Linked DNA regions of Mus musculus: all the other regions are linked to region 2. Evidence: chromatin contacts called from public ChIA-PET and HiChIP or PLAC-seq data. All regions are on one chromosome and are shown on one strand. Each heading gives the region's core, a stretch centred on a gene start, on an enhancer-like site or on the middle of the called end of the contact. The rest is flanking DNA. Distances are from core to core; before and after follow the strand shown. Region 1 has its middle 12 kb from the start of Gm51292. Region 2 overlaps Babam2 (BRISC and BRCA1 A complex member 2). Region 3 overlaps Babam2 (BRISC and BRCA1 A complex member 2).

What was found. ChIA-PET counts read pairs in DNA pulled down with a chosen protein or histone mark. HiChIP or PLAC-seq counts read pairs in DNA pulled down with a chosen protein or histone mark.
Region 1: a contact with region 2 is called in an RNA polymerase II ChIA-PET map of memory CD8 T cells, with 44 read pairs. The contact joins two enhancer-like sites. A contact is called at or near these places in 1 of 484 Hi-C or Micro-C datasets (nephron progenitors) and 2 of 115 datasets of contacts at active chromatin or transcription factors (effector CD8 T cells and memory CD8 T cells).
Region 3: a BATF HiChIP or PLAC-seq map of CD8 T cells shows a contact between it and region 2, with 10 read pairs. The contact joins two enhancer-like sites. A contact is called at or near these places in 1 of 15 datasets of contacts at CTCF or cohesin (the NIH/3T3 cell line), 4 of 484 Hi-C or Micro-C datasets (bone marrow-derived macrophages, group 2 innate lymphoid cells, nephron progenitors and 1 more) and 2 of 115 datasets of contacts at active chromatin or transcription factors (CD8 T cells and memory CD8 T cells).

The regions. Positions count from the first base shown.
Region 1 is chr5:32,103,016-32,105,730 of GRCm38.p6, reverse strand. No RefSeq gene overlaps it. Among named protein-coding and RNA genes, the nearest start is that of Gm51292, 12 kb to the right of the region's middle. Within about 2 kb of position 1,445, at least 91 of the 459 cell types and tissues checked have an H3K27ac peak or open chromatin away from gene starts, as enhancers often do. A contact at or near this core is called in effector CD8 T cells and memory CD8 T cells, where this site is marked.
Region 2 is chr5:31,917,367-31,920,066 of GRCm38.p6, reverse strand. All of the region lies in intron 7 of Babam2 (BRISC and BRCA1 A complex member 2), which reads right to left. Among named protein-coding and RNA genes, the nearest start is that of Gm52770, 80 kb to the left of the region's middle. Within about 2 kb of position 1,321, at least 50 of the 459 cell types and tissues checked have an H3K27ac peak or open chromatin away from gene starts, as enhancers often do. A contact at or near this core is called in CD8 T cells, effector CD8 T cells, group 2 innate lymphoid cells and 1 more, where this site is marked.
Region 3 is chr5:31,731,455-31,734,154 of GRCm38.p6, reverse strand. All of the region lies in intron 3 of Babam2 (BRISC and BRCA1 A complex member 2), which reads right to left. Among named protein-coding and RNA genes, the nearest start is that of Babam2, 35 kb to the right of the region's middle. Within about 2 kb of position 1,419, at least 35 of the 459 cell types and tissues checked have an H3K27ac peak or open chromatin away from gene starts, as enhancers often do. A contact at or near this core is called in CD8 T cells and group 2 innate lymphoid cells, where this site is marked.

The DNA.
Region 1 (2,715 bases), core at 196-2,695, 190 kb before region 2:
ACCATGTGGTGTCCTGTGCTACTTCAAGATTCTTCTGCAACAAAGCCATCCTTAGATGTGGCCCTGTGGTCTTAGACCAGAGCATGAGCCTGAATTTACATCTTCTTTATAACATACGCAGTCTATGCCATTGTATCATTAGCACAATAGATTAAGGAAATGGAGTAAGGAGGTGGAGTATGGAGATTAATAAGGACATGGAGTAAGGAGACATGGGCTAAGGAGATGGAATAAGGACATGGAGTAAGGAAATGGAGTAAGGTGATGGAGTAAGGAGATGGAGTAAGGTGATGGAGTAAGGAAACGGAGTAAGGTGATGGAGTAAGGAGATGGAGTAAGGAGATGGAGTAAGGAAACGGAGTAAGGTGATGGAGTAAGGAAACGGAGTAAGGTGATGGAGTAAGGAAACGGAGTAAGGAGATGGAGTAAGGAGATGGAATAAGGAGATGGAGTAAAGAGTTGAACTAAGGACATGGAGTAAAGAGATGGAGTAAGGACACAGACTAAGGACAGGAAGTAAGGACACGGACTAAAGAGATGGACAAGAAGCTAGTAGCGGTGATGGGGAGGGAGACCCCACAGCAATGGAAGAGCCCTGTCTTCTCTTGCTATGTGGTCCTGGCTACATCCTTTTCTTTCTGTGGCTCCAGCTATCAGTAAGGGGCAGGACTTGGGTATGGGGTCTAGATAGTCCTTCATGCTCTAATATTGGAGGATTTTACCACAGGCTGTTTATCTTATAAAAGTAAAGAATTAACAAGAAGAAATACACCCATGAGGCAGAGCATTTGAAGGTTAAAAAGGCCAGGTTTGCCAAGGGCAGCAGACTTCTCTTGGGGGACAGGTAGCAGATGGGAACTGGAGCTCAAAGTGGGAGCCAGTCACACAGGACTCAAGCTGTCACCTGCAGCCTGGTGCCAAATAAGCTTTTTGTGGAGAGTTGAAAGCCCAGACCGGGGAGCCACCAGCCTCCTGCTGCTCACTGGTGCGTGGGGTCCCATCTCAGGAGGTCATGGAGAGATGGCAAGAGTCATTGACAGCGTGTGTTGTCCAGTTTGTCATTCTTGTCACCCCTCTTACGCCATGGCAAACATGATCTTGAATTCTACAGAGGTCCACTGGGGAACTTGTACATACTGCATCCCCTAGGCATCCCTGCTTGGCAGGTGACTTGCCACACAGAAAACCAAAGATCCCACACCATCCATTTGTCTGCCGAGCCTGGCCTCTGCGGCTAGCACGTCTGGGAACACCTTCCTCCTCAGAGTTTCATGTTAAAAATCTAGTTGCCGTCCCTGCCTGCCTCTAACCAGAAGGACACAGACTCTCTGTGCCTTCTGTATTTCAACAAAATGACTTTTGCTGAAAAGCAAAGCTCACCAGAGCACCCAGCCTTGCGGTTTACCTCATGACATCATTTCCCTTCCTCTAGATGAACCAGAAGAGGCCAAGAGCTCAAAGTTTCAGCTGGCTTCGGGGAAGCAATGCCATCTCTGACTCAGGGTGGAAGGTTCAGAGAAGACATTTGGGGCTGTGGGATAAGGAAAAGGATCCTCAGACTCCGCCCTGATGCAGGTGATCTGGAATGCCCGAAGGGAAGGCTGCCTGGCCCCTAGTTTGTAGAAGGTTAGCATAGGATGCTCTAAACATGAGGGTTCGACATGCCCATGAGAAACCTTCATGGGGGCATCAGCACCCAGAGTCCTAACCTGAAGAGCTGGAGTGTTACCCTTGGCCACCTCAGGGTTCTGGGGGTAGGGTCCTGGGCCTTTGGCCACCTCCTACAGAAAGAGACTGGAAGACACCTAAGTCTGGAGAGTACAGCTCTCAGCCTCCCTTTCCCAAGTCTCCAGAGAACTGCATCTGTTCAGAGATAATGACAGGAGCAGTGACCACTGCCATGGTAACATCTGTACATGATCACTCTCCTTGCTGAATATCCCAGTGTGACCAGCCCCAGACTCACCAAGTCATCAAGTCATGCACAGCTCATTCTCAGAGCAATCCAATAATTGGCCTTTATTTCTCCTCTTTAATAAGGCTTCAGCTGTCAGAAACTAGCCAACTAGGATTGGAATCAGGTCCTGACCACAAGGGACCAGGGACTCAGAATATGCAAAAGGAGGCGTATTCCAGAAAGATGTGTGCATGTGTGAAGGGCAGAATGCAGGAGATCCAGAGCTCTGGATAGGACCTGGGTGGGATGGTAGGTGGGATGTAGACTGGAGAGCAGGGGGAGGGGGAGGCATGGGCTCAGCTTGAGCTACTAGCTAGGAGTGGAACTCTTGATGCTGGTGATATGTTACCATTGCGACAGATGATCCAGGGAGACACAGGTCAGAGCAGGTCAAAGCAGCGCTAGGCCTCAGTTCTGGCAGGCCTTCTTTCAGAGGCCAGTGTTCACGGGAGCCAGTCCAAGCGGGAGCTGTGTCAGTATCTTCTGCTCCAATTTATTCTCCTGCCTCTCTCCCTGTGGCCCTGATGCGTGCCATGGTCAGCTGTTGGGGCTTAGCAGTCCAGAGAAGAAGACCTGTACAACTTGGAGACAGTGGGTTTAGCTTAAGCCAAGCAGATAGAGTCCATGTGGGTGGTCTCCAGGACAGCCTGGGAGGAAACCAGGCAGGGTGGCTCCATCCTTGGCGAGGATTCTACAACTCATCTGGAGCAGGCACATCCACATTGTTGACTGGCTGTAGGGCCAGACTCCCAGGGTGC
Region 2 (2,700 bases), core at 72-2,571:
TAGGTTCCACACACAGCCCTCCAAGGCGAAAAATCTCACCCTGAAAGTAACGGGCCAGCCAACCAGAGTAAGCTTAGGGTGTTTCTAGGATCACCCTAGAAATCTCTTCTATAAATAGAAATAAGCTTGTTAAATAACCTAAAAAGGTAGCCACTTTCCCACTGGAACTAAAACAAAACAAAAACGATTACTTATATTTTCCTCAAGTGAGGTGACAGGAGCCATTGATGGGACATCTAAAACTGTACTGGACATTTAGCAGACAAGGGTAAGTGATGTGAAGGGTCCTGCACTACATAACAGAACCACAAGCCAAAGTGAGCACAGTATCCATGTTGAGAAATGCAACGTACTGCCACGAAAACTTCCCAATGGGACTAAGTTTAAAATGTTAACATGTTTCTTTTTGTTTGTATTCCTTTAAAAATAATAATTCAGGGGGAGAAGCAAAAAACCTAAATATTTTAACCACCTTAAATGCGAACATGACTATGGTGGTTTGTATATTCTTGGACCAGGAAGTGGCACCATTTGGAGGTGTGGCCTTGTTGGAATAGGTGTGACCTTGTTGGAGTAGGTGTGTCACTGTGGGCATGGGCTTAAGACTCTGACCCTAGTTGCCTGGAAGTCAGTCTTCCACTAGCAGCCTTTGTATGAAGACGTAGAACTCTCAGCTCTGCCTGTGCCTTGCCTGCCTGGATGCTGCCATGCTCCCACCTTGATGATAATGGACTGAACCTCTGATCCTGTAAGCCAGCACCAATTAAATGATGTTTTTTTTTTTTTTTAATAAGACTTGACTTGGTCATGGTGTCTGTTCACAGCAGTAAAACCCTAAGACAATGACATAAAGTTTTAAAAACGACTTGTCAAAATGAGAACAGCTTCCATTTCTGGGGTAGGTAGGCACTCTCAGCACTGAGCTACACTTCTGGCACCAACAACTCTCTAAGATAGAAGAGAGTTTCAAAGGCTGCCATGAGTACAGGCTCTCCACTTATTTCCCAAAGACTGAGAATGTGGGTAAAGGTAAATTGGGCTTTGTGGCTATTGATCTTCAAGACAAAATCTTTCAAAATAAGTTGCTGATAATGCTATCAAAGGGAGCTTTAAAATGTAAACATGAAAACCCCCAAACAAACAAAACAAATAAACAGAAAACAGAGACCTGACTTGGAAACTTGACCTTCAGCAGCAGTAATGAAAAGTAACAAAATGATGACGGCTAAAACCAAGAAACACACTTTCAAATGACAGCACTTGGTAAGTTGCGGCTTCCTCTTGAGAGCAGAGGAGGGCAGGAAGTGGGCAGACAGACAGGCACCTCTGAGCACTGAGGGCCTGGAGCTAGGGGAGTTGGATACATGATAACCAGGCAGTGCTGCGGGTGCAAGGCTTTCTTTAATTTTGAATTGCTGTGAATTGTGTAGGGGCGGTAGCCTTTACTCATGAAAAGTGCAAAGCTTGAGTGTAGGGTTTGTGAAACCTGAGCCTAGATAAAAATAGGCCCTGAGGGCTTCCTAAAGATTGATGATCATAGACTGATATTCCGTGGAAGGTGTTCCTGCCACTGCCCCATGCTTTCTACTGTCCTCACGCAAAGCAAGTCCTATACTGCTGATTCTCCAGCCTGGCAGTTGCTACTGATGTCCAGTGTGTAGAAGCCAAGGATGCAACTGACTTTCAAGTAGTAGAAGAGAAAACCCTTCCTCCCAAATAAAACTAGGGATTCAACCCAAACAGCCAACGGTGCAGAGGTTGGGGACTAGGTAGAGACTAAGGCACTGAAACGTCACAGTTACCGAATGCTCACTAGCCTCACAAGGTATCACCTATTAGCACAGTAGAATGGGGATTCTTTCAAACAGTAGGGCAGTCAGTATGATTCTAAATGGATAGTAAATTAGTTCCAATCTGATTTTTACTTCTTAAATTGCACTTTTCGCTCTTTGAAAGTTCCATACATTTTTACACTATATATTGCTCATACCCACTCAGCACATCTATCCCCCAGCTCCCCCTACGGCATCCCACCAGCTTCTTGTCTCTTCTTCTTGTTTCATTAATTGTAATGTCACATTTAAAATGCCTAGGCCCACCTTGGAAAACACTTAACTATTACCACTAAGGCCAAGGAGATCCCTTGGCCCAGGTCAGCATTGCTAGAGTCTAACTGTCCAGATATCAATAGTACTGACCACCACTTGCCAGGCACAGCTCAAGGTTGCTGTCAGAACTGAATGGATGACTCCTCAAGCTCCACAACTTCTAGATCAACAATCGAAGCTGCAGAACTGCTTTAAGAAGTAGCATTTGTGTATCTTTTAAACTCAGTGTAAACTATTCAAACTCACCATAAGAGCACTTAAAGTATGAAACAGAGGAACTCATTAGTGCTATCAAGCGCAGACACACACATGTGTAGCCACACACACGAAGGTACACACACATGCATACCTATTCCTCTGCTCAAATATAACATAGTCTTCATATTGGCATTATTGTTTACTATTGTAGTACTTTAGTAAATTTTTAGTTCACTGTAGAATACAGACTACAGTCCTCATGTATTTTTTTGACTTTTAAATGCATTTAGTTTAAACAATTGCAAATCCAAGCCCTCTAGTTTACTCCTCCCCCTTCCACGTCCTCCTTGGGTCTGGCAGTCACCATTTTACTATTGAAATCTCTATTTCTATA
Region 3 (2,700 bases), core at 170-2,669, 190 kb after region 2:
AGAAAGGATCAGATCTCATGGAACTGAACTTGCAGACAGCTGTGTGCTGCCTGACATGGGTTCTAGGGACCAAACTCAGGGTTCTCTACAAGAACAAAACAGTTTGTTTTCTTAACTGCTGAGCCATCTCTTCAACCTCTTGGCTAGTTTTAATTGCACCCTAGAGTCATCTGAGAGGAGCCTTGGCTGAGGAATTGCCTAGAAGGAGACTGGCCTGTGTGCATGCCTGTAGAGGACTGTCTTGATTATTAACTGATCCAGGAAGGCTTTGGTCACAGTGTTTTATCACAGCAATCGAAAGGAAACTAGAACAGTTCTCTCCTTCTAACCAGGTAGATTGCAGGGATTGAATTCAGGTTGTTAGGCTTGTCAGCAAGCACCTTTAACTGCTGAATCATCTCATTGGTCCCAGAAGTATTTTAGATCTCCAATTTTTGTTATTTGAAAGACTGTAACAGATACTGCAGTCATACAGTAAGAACAAGATATCTGAAAGGGAAACAAAAAGGAAGAAAGACCTTAAGAAAGATACCTAATTTTAATGGAGGTAATAAAAAAATGTTGGGCCAAGATACAGAAGAGAGAAGAACAAAAATCTGGGGAAGTTATTTGAGCCTGGTTTCCAATAACCTAAGCAAGTAGCCAGTTTCCTAAAAAACCATCCAGTAATGTACAGAATTGTTACTATTAGGCCCACAAAAGAAGGTAAAATCTAATGATATTTAATGCAGAAGCAGGCCTATCAAGCCACTGTGTAATTTATGAACAATGCCCTGGAAACAATTATAGACAACAAATTATTAATCTTAAGAATGCAAAGGGGAAAACAGAAGACACATAAAAACAGTGCAGGAAAATGCAAGAGAAAAAGAAAGAAGCAGAGGCTAATCTTATCCTGTGAAGTGTGAAGCCAAAAGACATTATCTGTGGTTCATAGGACTCCAGATAGATGAAATATCCATCACGACTGCACAGAGATCGTCCTAGCTGATAACAAAGCTGAGTCATGCACTTATCAAGAACTCTGGGGGACTGTTCATTGAATTGTATGATACAGTGTTAAAAGTGACCCTGGAGGGGAGGTATGGAAGGGGTTGTCATGGACTTGTTCCTTGGGAAAGTTTGTCTCTAACCTTTGTAAGGCCCTGAAATTTGATCCCCAGCACAAGAAAAAAGAACAAAGGTTTAAGCTACAAGGTAAAGAACTCGGGAACCAATAGCAGTGATGTGGTTTTATTAAAGAGGAAGAGAGAGGTAAGGGGGATGGTGAAAATAGGCTGATGCCCCTATAAGAGGGCAGGAAGTCAAAAGATAACATCTATAGCTGGCCAGTCAGGAAAGAGGCAGTGTAGTACTGAGAGAACTGGGAATCCTCAAAAGAACTAAACTGAAACCATTTCTTAAAACTATAATGGTTTACTCAGAAAAAAGGAGTAGGAGGGGGAAACATGGGACAGTGCTTCCTTCTGTGTGTAACCTCAGCACTATCTCCACTTCATCTACCAGTGACTTACTTGGATCATTTCTGTTCAATTTAGTTAGTAATTTCTTTTTGGAAAAAAAAAAAAAGTAGCAATCTAATCCTGTCACTATTTTGTACTTTTGTGGTTTCCTGAGAATGGTCTAATAATGCAAGGGTAACAAATGACCTTGGACTGAATGTCTCATTTAACGTTGCACTTGGTAAATTAATACAAAGCAATCTAGAGAGTATCGAGATGTGGTACCTCCCAGTTAATGATGGTAAAACACACAGTCACTACTCCAAAAAGAGTTTATCTACCCATTCCACCCATCATATTGTGTGTGTGTGTGTGTGTGTGTGTGTGTGTGTGTGTGTGTGTGTGTTCATCCTAAGCCCCAGGTACCTTCTTGTCTCTGTGTCCCCACACTGGAATTATAAGCATCTGCCCCTGCCAAGCCTTTCTCTGTGTAAATTTGGGGATTAAACCCAGGTCCTTTTACCTTGAAAGCACAGTATGGCTTGTGCCATCTCCCTCATCCATCCATCTGATCTTTAATAACCACATTTTTTATTCCTCTTTTTTACAAATAGGTAGATTTTAATACCCTGTTCACAAGGCTAGGTTTAAGAAAGAAAATGCCAAGTGCAATTACTGACACTAACAAAGCAAAGCTATTATCACTTTCACAGTAGGCAAGAGGTTCAGTGCTGTGATGGTGACAGAGAAGGGCTAATACAGCATAGACAGATGCTATGGATGCTGGCCTGCAGCCCAAGCATGTACCTCGTACACCATCCAGGCAGTGATGGAAGCCCACAGTGCAAAAACTCAGGCTACTCTTTACACAGACTCAATTTACCTGAATAACAAATATCCTTAATTTTGGAAAGATAGACAACATTTAAAACTGATTTAAAAAAAAAAAAAGATGTAAAATGGCTGACTTCCACTCTCTGAGTCAATAGAAGGAGTTTCCACAGAGACTGTGTGTTCTAAGAATCTGCCATACTCCATCTGCTTTCCTTACTTATATTATCACTCTGGTCCTTGCAGGCCATTAACATTTCTAACTCTTGTTCACATACCCCATGCCCAGAACACTAGAGTAAGGGCTAACAATGGGTTTTGACAGCAGTGGGGATATTAGCCATTCCTACCTTAAAAAAAACTATTACTAAGTAGGCATTTTAAGTGGTACATCTTTTTTCATTCTTACTTTTTTTTTTTTTTTTTT